2 separate regions of the Bicyclus anynana genome follow, and region 1 is linked to region 2. The links are chromatin contacts, called in public Hi-C maps. All regions are on one chromosome and are shown on one strand. Each heading gives the region's core, a stretch centred on a gene start, on an enhancer-like site or on the middle of the called end of the contact. The rest is flanking DNA. Distances are from core to core; before and after follow the strand shown.

The links. A called contact is a pair of places that touch in the nucleus more often than the background predicts.
Region 1: a contact with region 2 is called in a Hi-C map of whole body, with 4 times the contacts expected there. The contact joins the promoter of LOC112044033 here to the promoter of LOC112053922 in region 2. A contact is called at or near these places in 2 of 2 Hi-C or Micro-C datasets (whole body and whole larva).

Annotation. Positions count from the first base shown.
Region 1 is chr16:8,628,469-8,633,289 of ilBicAnyn1.1, reverse strand. LOC112044033 (ribonuclease 3) reads right to left here and starts at 1,979. Exons shown (of 19, transcript XM_052886155.1): 1 at 776-1,979; 2 at 574-655. The coding sequence starts at 1,680. LOC112044034 (mitochondrial tRNA-specific 2-thiouridylase 1) reads right to left here. Exons shown (of 5, transcript XM_024079754.2): 4 at 4,325-4,492; 5 at 2,780-3,139. The coding sequence ends at 2,840.
Region 2 is chr16:7,643,220-7,647,603 of ilBicAnyn1.1, reverse strand. LOC112053922 (dnaJ homolog subfamily C member 17) reads left to right here and starts at 3,028. Exons shown (of 3, transcript XM_024093536.2): 1 at 3,028-3,261; 2 at 4,365-4,384. The coding sequence starts at 3,187. It overlaps LOC112053914 (28S ribosomal protein S2, mitochondrial), which reads right to left and starts at 2,534. Exons shown (of 3, transcript XM_024093524.2): 1 at 2,376-2,534; 2 at 2,207-2,290; 3 at 355-1,106. The coding sequence starts at 2,394. The coding sequence ends at 460. LOC112053913 (leucine-rich repeat-containing protein 58) reads left to right here. Exons shown (of 5, transcript XR_002887422.2): 5 at 1-451.

The sequences.
Region 1 (4,821 bases), core at 730-3,229, 990 kb before region 2:
AATGAATTTTTTCAGTATGCCTGACCTTAATAAAAGAAAGCAAAGCTATGTTTTGTGTCTACCTGTGAAAAACACATGAACAAAAGGTACAAAAGCCCACTCTATCTTATAACCAATATTCATCAAAATTGTTCAAGTGATTTGGGCATATTAACATAACAATTGAAACTTAGTTTTACATTTTAAATAGAATTAGTAATTTTTGGAATTATGCAACATTACATTGTTAACAAGCAAGATATTGTTTTGCATTGCAATTTTATAGTAAATTTTTAATGAAATTAATACAAAAGAAATTTTAAAATACATATTCAGTGACATAATTAAAGAAAAGTATACAATGCATTAAACAAAGCATACATATTTAGAGAAAGTAGATCAGCCTATATTATAGTATATTATTCACATGTTTTTGTGTTGTTTTATTTATGCCATAAATTTCCATTAGTTTTGCCTAAAATTGAGATATTTTTTTTTTATTTTCAATTCTAATATAAAAGTTTTCCAGAAACTTTTTGTATGGAGAAGTTACTACTTTGTATTTTCTATACTTGACTAATTAAATCAACTTACTTCTTCTTCATCAGAGTTGTGTTCCTTTGACCATTGCTCAATTTTTTTTATAAAGTCCTCTGAAGTTCTGCAATAATTCTTCCTGGAAAATTTTAATTTTAACATATAATTTCTGTATCTGTGAGAAATTTTTGTAACTTATTGTAATATATCAAAAATATATGATATGTAATATATCAAAAAAAAATATTATTAGTCTTACCTAAAATCATCTAATATTCTTTCACGATCGCTTACAGATCTTGAAGACCCAGAATCTCTGGACGATCTTGGTGATAATTCTCTCATTCTACTGCGTGAATGTGATTCTCTGTGATGTGAGTGATGTCTGTACCTTTCGGCTGAATGCAATCTCTCCCGGTCACCATGACTATCATATGAGCGACTTTTACTCCTATGATCTCTATGACTTGATGAACTCCTGTGTCTATCGTGATGACGTTTCCTTCTTTCATATTCATGTCTTCTTTCAGCTTCATATTTCTCTCTTTGGTATTGTTCTTCCCTATCTCGGCGGTGTCTCGATGGACTCCGGCTGTACCGATGCCTGCTATGGCTAGGACTACGTCCAGATCGACTGCGTCTGTCTCTATCATACCTCTCCATATCATAATATCTGTCTCTAGATTTTTCACGACCCGGTGAGTATCTAGACCTTATTGAAGATGATGATGATGATGCTCTTGAGCTTCTACCACTTCTAGCATATTGATCATAGACATAGTCTCTGACAGTTCTAATCTCTTTATTATAAAAATCATATTCTGGTATGTTGTAGTTAAATTTTGGATCCGTATAGCTGCTGCCAGAGAGTGAAGATGATGGCGACATCGAGTAGGCACTCGTATCGGTGTAGGAATAATTATTATGAGAGGGTGGAGGGTACAGAGCGACAGGGGGTGGGAAGGATGGCGTAGGCGGTGGGATATTTAGTGGCGCCGACATATTGCAGTACGGAGGCGGCGGTACGTCTAAAGGATGCGCAGGTGGCAAAAACGGGGGTGGTTGTATGTATAGATGATTCGTTTGTGTTCCATTTATGACACCCGGCGGAGAGACGCCGTACTGCGGGGGTGGTACACTAAAATCTGGCGGCGGTATAGACATTATTGGCGTTCGTTTTCTCGTCAGATAACAATAATCAATAACAGTTCAATGAACCGAATATCTTACAAGTTTAATTCCATTTTTGATCAGGAGCGCATATATCGGTTACTGCCAATATCTATCCCAGCGCCGGGGCTAATCCAAATTGCCTATAAATTAGCCTATGAGCATTATTATCTTTTATGTTCGTACCTATTTTTTAAACAATCCACATGATTTTTGATTACGTACGAACTCGTACAAACAAAGAGGCAAAGAGCAAAGAGTAACTTACTAAGAGTGGTACGAACTACGAATACCCTATAAATTAATTTACTCTTTGACGAATACGAAAAACGAATACGAACCAAAGAGTATATAACCCTTAAAGGATTAGGACTTAGGAGTATAGTATACATTTTAGGTACGTGTCATAGACTAGGATGAATATACGTTCCTGTACAAAACCACATTACAGACGACTAATAATCACATTGAACCACAGATTGAAATACAAAGAGCACATCGTGATGAAATAGACGAAAGTTGACAATGACAAATGACCATCACAGACGTCAAATAACGTGGAGCCTGGAGGTAAGTTCTGATACAGATAATATCTACTTCCATGTCAACTATAGATTTGGATTTTGGAGTACCTTTCTTTAAGTTGATGCTAAGCAAAATGCTAAGTAATAATTTTAACCAACAAAACATCAATAGCAAACACTCCGTTTGGTATAGGTTCATTTAATGTTATCGTGACGTCATGGAAACAGTTAAATTTAAATAATCTCGTGACAGATGTGTCACTGAAATGAAGACATGTACCTACATGTCTTATCATCAAAGTGAATTAAATCACTTTTCTAGGTCAATAGTTGTCTAAGGAGACGGTACGGAGGTAGGCGTAGGGTATCTGCTAGATGGGCATCTGGATGGTGGGTGGCTATCTCGCTAGCTTAGGTTAAAGCGAAGCTTGACCAAGTCCCCTAGTATTACATTTTTTTACAAGTACATAAGTTCTTTACTTATTAACTTACTATTGGTTAATTTAAGTTCATAATCAAACACAGAATTCCGTGAATGTAAGGTTAATATTGTAAACATGAAAAAATAATTAAGATACAATTCTTGCAGATTTTTATTTATTTTCTCAGTCAACAGATTTTGTAACAATTTAATATATTAAATTATGACATACATTCTTTATTTTTGCACTACCAAGGCATTCACTATTGTTATAAAGCACTCCAAACTGGCCTTCTGTGACTGCTCTCAAATTATTTTGAAGAAGAATTGTTAAACCCTCATAATTCTTTAAAACTCGACATTGAACTAAAGGTTTTGTGTGTTGGAATCTAAAAGAACAATGTAACACTCCATTGTTTATTAATTCATAAGGTTCTTTATATATCCAGTGAGGATTTTCAGTTGTGCAAAAGTTACTCCATAAAGCTGGATGACTTGTGCCTGGTACCTGAAAATTATAAAACATTTAATATCTATCCCTTTGAATTTGTTTGGACAGGTCGAGAATCAGCAATGGGGACGTAACATATCCCCAAATGACTAGGTTTGAATATATTGATTTTTATGATACATTCGGGTAAATAAGGTTAATGTTAACTAATTTGACGGCCTCCGTGGCGCAGTGGTATGCGCGGTGGATTTACAAGACGGAGGTCCTGGGTTCGATCCCCGGCTGGGCAGATTGAGATTTTCTTAATTTGTCCAGGTCTGGCTGGTGGGAGGCTTCGGCCGTGGCTAGTTACCACCCTACCGGCAAAGACGTACCGCCAAGCGATTTAGCGTTCCGGTACGATGCTGTGTAGAAACCGAAAGGGGTGTGGATTTTCATCCTCCTCCTAAGAAGTTAGCCCGCTTCCATCTCAGACTGCATCATCACTTACCATCAGGTGAGATTGTAGTCAAGGGCTAACTTGTAAAGAATAAAAAAAAAAAAAAAAAAATTATACATAAAAAGCAAAGATTGTCTGGATATTTGCAAAAAAATAAGATTATAAAATGTCAAAATCAATTAAAAATCTTTGATCATAGTTAGATGAAAGTTGATACAGATTTAGCTTCCTTGCATTAAATGTGACATTTTTTAATACTTTAACTATAAGCATAAACGCACAAATAACAAAGGTATTAGTAATTTTGTTTGAACGCCCATACAAATCTAACGATCATTATGTACCTATGACGTCATCAATTCGTACCATTTTGTATGGGGCGTTTTTCAGAGATCCGCGGCGACGCCGCGAATCTGACCCTTTAAATCCCTGTAGTTACGAAAGTAATGATCGCAGATATCATGTTACTTCTACAAAATTGCTTTACTTAACATCTTAATTTATATACAATATTGTAGTAAGTGTGATAGCTTGTTATTGGTTAGATATGAATGATTACTTCTATGTGAGTGATATAAATAAAACATTATATATATATATATATATATATATATATATATATTATTTACATTCATTGGTGGGTGAGTTTTGTTTACATATACTTCCTAAATTCCTTACGGTTACTGATCCCGCCAGCTATGTGGTGACTGTGCATACCTCATTTTCTATCAATTTGTTAACATTGTCAGCATTATATTACTACTTTAAACTATTAAAACTGTAAGCCTTATTAAAAAACTTACCACATATATATTATTAGTATTTAAATCTTTCTTAAATACAAAATATGCATCTTTCCAACTGCTTAGACAACATCTTTGACCAACTGTCCATTTGTGTATGCCACTGTGTTCTCCAACTGTATGGCCTGTATCTATATCAATGAAAAATCCTTTTCTAGTTTGAATAAACTGTAAAAAGCAAAAATTAAAATAATGTTATAAAAATTAAGTACATCAGAAACTCAGTCTGTGACTTTTCTAAAAGTCATTTATATTCGTGATTTTATTAATAACATACGATTTGTATGCTCATTAATAATAAACTAATCTATTATATAAAAATCACGTGTCATGTTGTTTGTCCTTGAATGATTACTAAAATTTAAAATCAAAATTATTCATTTATTTCAAGTAGGCTCAGTTTACAAGCACTTTTGATATGTAAGTTTGTAAAGATTCTACCACCTTTCCTAAACTGCTCAACCAATCTTTTGCACACTATGTGCGGTTTGATCCAA
Region 2 (4,384 bases), core at 1,779-4,278:
GAATAAAAAACAAATTATCAAAAAGTTTGAAGCCAGTTTAGGGTTCAGCAAGAAAGAGCTATTTTTAAATTACGCCCACTTTCAACAAAGGCTTATGGCTTCTATGTCTGGCTGTATATTTTAATATTATTTATGACAGTTTGACAAAGATACAATTTATTTTATCTCATAATGTAAAATTTGGTAGACACAACAATGAATCTTGAAAGTAAAAATGATTGTTTATAATGGTTTAGTAGTCTTCAAAAAAAAATAACATGTTATTTGTACAATTTGTATTTTCAATCTAACTTGATAATATTTATAATTTTTTTGTTAAGTTGTGTCAGGGTCTAACAAAATAAAAGATGTAAAAAATATTTAGTGATAAATATATTATCAATTGTTATTGTTTATAAATTATTATCTTATTCTATCTAACTGTTGAACATATTATATTGTAACAAAGCAATGGCGACTTTAATTATTCTCCTGTAAAAACTTCATCCTTGCCTCCTTTCCCCTGGCAATAGCAGCTTTAAAAAGCTTACAATAAAGTTCAATTGCAATTGGTGTATCATCGTTCCCCGGCACTGGATATGTGATCAAATTAGGACTGCAATTGGAATCAACTATACCAATTGTCGGTATTAGCATTTTGGCACTGTCTCTTACAGCAGTGTGTTGACTTAGAATATTGTTCTGGGTGTTCAAAAATATGCAAAGATCAGGCAATCTAGTGACAGCTCCGAACTGATGATTTGCATTCGTAAAGATACCACCCTTCCAGAATCTTGTATGGGCGTATTCACCACATTCTTGTGCTATTCTTTCGACTAAGTGAGCATTTAAAGCATTTCTGTTAAAGAAACAAATAATACCTCCACGGTAGGCGATGTGTGCAGCAAAATTGAGGGCGGCCCTCAAATGATTAGCTGTGATGTCCAAATCAAAAATTAAATGGCCCTGACGAGAACCAAAGATGTAAGGTTTCATGTTTTCATTGAGGGAGCCTTCTTTGTGTCCATAGTGCACTCTAGACTCAAAGAGATCTTTGACAGTGAAAAGGTTATGCACTTGGAAGTAGTCCGGATGATCAAGTGGATTTGTGCTTAGAGCTTTGGTATCTGGAAATAGGAAAACAGAGTATCAGCATGTTTGGATCAATACCTACAATACTCCTCATATACATGTAGGAATATTATAGTAGCTGTTCCAATTACAAAATTCAAAAATAAATACATTCTCAAGTCAGTATGACACAAAGCATTGCTTCAGTAATTTTCAATATACTTCAAGAAAAATGACATCAACACGTTTTTTTGAAATATTTTAAAAACTGGAGTATTTTTTTATTGGTTATTATATTAATTTATGTTATGTTGTTAATGTTAAATTTTGAAATACAAATTATGAGAAAAAAAGTTTGTACAGATGTCAAGGAAACAAATGACATTTGTTTTTTGGGTAGTAATTAGATAAAGGTCGCCTTGATCTTGAGGGGGTTTGGGTGGGGGGGAGAGATTTTTTTTCATGATTTTTTTTAAATTTACGATTGTTTAGATTAAGTATATATATTTTTGGGTCAAAACTCATTGGTTTATTCACGGTTTACTCACAATCATCATAGGCGTCACTTGTAACACAAGATTATTCACTTTTTTTACAAGAAAACTAAAAAAAAACCTAATTTAAATATTAATCACTAGGTCAAGTTCTAATTTAATTTTGGTCTGTGGCAAGGTATTACTAATGGCAGAAAGCAGTTTTAAGTGGCTATGCCAGAAGACTTGCTTTGTCACCCCTTCATTCAGCTTCACCTATTCAACAAACCTCATAGGTTTGCTTCATTCAGGACCTCCTTCGCGAGCTTCTGCCTTCGCGTTTAACAAAAACGCTCTAGAGATAGGGCAGACAAGACTGCTTTGAGTCGGGGTGCCCAAATTTTGAATTTTTTAAGTATATATGTAACACTACGTACGTAACCTAAAATTTCGTAATAAAAAAAAACTATCAGTCTAGCGTGTAAAATCATATTGTAGAGGTATTATGAGCCTCCACAATATCCTTTGATATCATCATCTTATTTCTAGGAAGGAGACCTCACTCTAATGCCGACCCCCTCTTAATATTAAATAGGGAAAATACATACGGTCAAAATGTTTTTAAATAATAATAAACCTAACCTAACAGTATAAATTATGATTTTATTTATTGGCAAACATACTTTCATGTGTGACCTCCGAAAGTTCTGGCAGCGATGCCACAGAATTACTCCTGCAGAATAACATCGCATTTTTAACCGGTTGCGCTAAAACAAATTAAATAATGAAAAAATTAAAAATGTTTTTGTTAACTCAGATAAGTCAAACAAGTAAACATAAAAAAAAACATACCGATACAGCGCTTTATCATTGTAGCTGTAATATAATCACTTTTTTTCGTTATATCAGAGAAATTATAACAACTTACAGCTTAGAATTGAAATTAATACAAATATTACATTAAAAAATGGTGAAAGAAAGGAACAAAAAACAAATTACAAAAGTGACATAACCACAGATTACTTCACTTTCTATGAACCATAGAATAATGTACTAACAAAAATGAACTGTCAAAATGTATTATTTTAGTACCGTCAAGACCTTTGACTATTTAGACTATGGACCTGTTTCGCACCCAAATTCACCAACAAATAGTCTGTCGTTTTTTGAGGGGGAAGAGGTAGGTAAACTCACACATCGAAAATATTTAACACCATTAAATATATTCTGTGTCCATACACTACACACAACTATAAATTTGACTCGCAATACACACACACGTCATTTTTACACTGACTAAAAAACACATCGCTTAAACTATCCACAGAATACATAGAATATTCGATTACTTGATCGATTTTTTGCTGTTCCGTCTAAAGAATCTATCGATCAGAAAGGCTAGAACCCAAAGCCAGTTAAGTTCAGCAAAAAAAAATTACTTTATTTGACTTGACATTTTTAGTCTATTATAATTTATAGTGATCTGTGACTTGACAGCTCAAGCTTGTGACGTCACGTCACGTCTGTTTATTTAAATTTTACAAAATAAATGTAAACCAATGTAAATTGTAAACCATAAATTTTTATTTTTAGCCCTAAATTTAGGTAATATTTGAATAGCTTTTTATTTTGAATTTGAATCTATTACAACGTGTGCATAAAAATGGCAAAGATGAAGATTGAAGATTTGGATTTATATGTAATTCTTGATATCGAAATAACAGCGACTGAAGCAGAGGTACGTTGTTGCTTGTTGGTGGTTTTCAGAGTAAACTTTAACCTTGCGAGGGGCAAAATGAGGAAATCCACATTATAGTATACCTATTATATGCTTCTGTGTTAATGTGTAAAAATGTTTGTAATATTTCAATAATAAATCTATTTTACATAATCTTGCACAATAATAATAATAAATCCACTCAATTGAATAATTGACATGTTTATTGAAAATTAGCCGACGCCCCGCGGTTTCAATCGCGTAGTTCCCGTCCCCGTGAGAATGCGGGGATAAAATATTAGAGCATATGACACTAACAATTGTCCTGTCTCTCTAGCAGTAAGAGAATTTTCAAAATCAGTTTGTCTAAAATACCTCTATATAATACTAGCGGACGCCCGCGACTTCGTCCGTGTGAAACTCGATGTAAACTTTCAACTACCCCTACCCAACTCTACCCCTACCCTACCCCTATCCTATCCTACCCCTACCCCTACCTTTCCCTGAATTTTCTTGCTATAAGCCTCACGGAATCCGAGACCTTTCCAACGAATGCAAAACCGTGGAAATCGGTTCGTGCGTTCTAGAGTTATAGTGTCAGGAAGGAAAACAAGACTTATTTTTATATAGTAGATTGGAATAGAAGTATACTCCGGTTTCCCGTTCTCGTGAAAATATGGGTGATAAATATAGCTGCCTATGTTCATTAGTATACCTAACATTCGACCTATGTGTCAACATATATCGTGAAGACGAAATGTCATATTGTCCACTACAGACCAATAGCTCTGAACCTGAAATATCACTCTTGAACCATGGATTTTTCCAGGATAAAAAGTAGCTTATGTGTTCCAGCCTATAATCTATCTCTACTTTAAATTTTAGGTGATTCAGTTCAGAACCTATGTGTTAATCCAGAGTAAAATCTTTTTCCATTCCAATTTTCAGCCAAATTGTTTCAGAAGTAGCAGCATTAAAGAGTAACATACATGCATACAAATTTATAATTGCATTTATAATATTAGTAGGATAGACTATACAACAGTGATGTCCATTTAACAATTCATTATAATAAATAATACAGTATTTCTATTCAATTACAATTTTGTTTTATCTGTTTACAGATCAAAAAGGCTTATAGGAA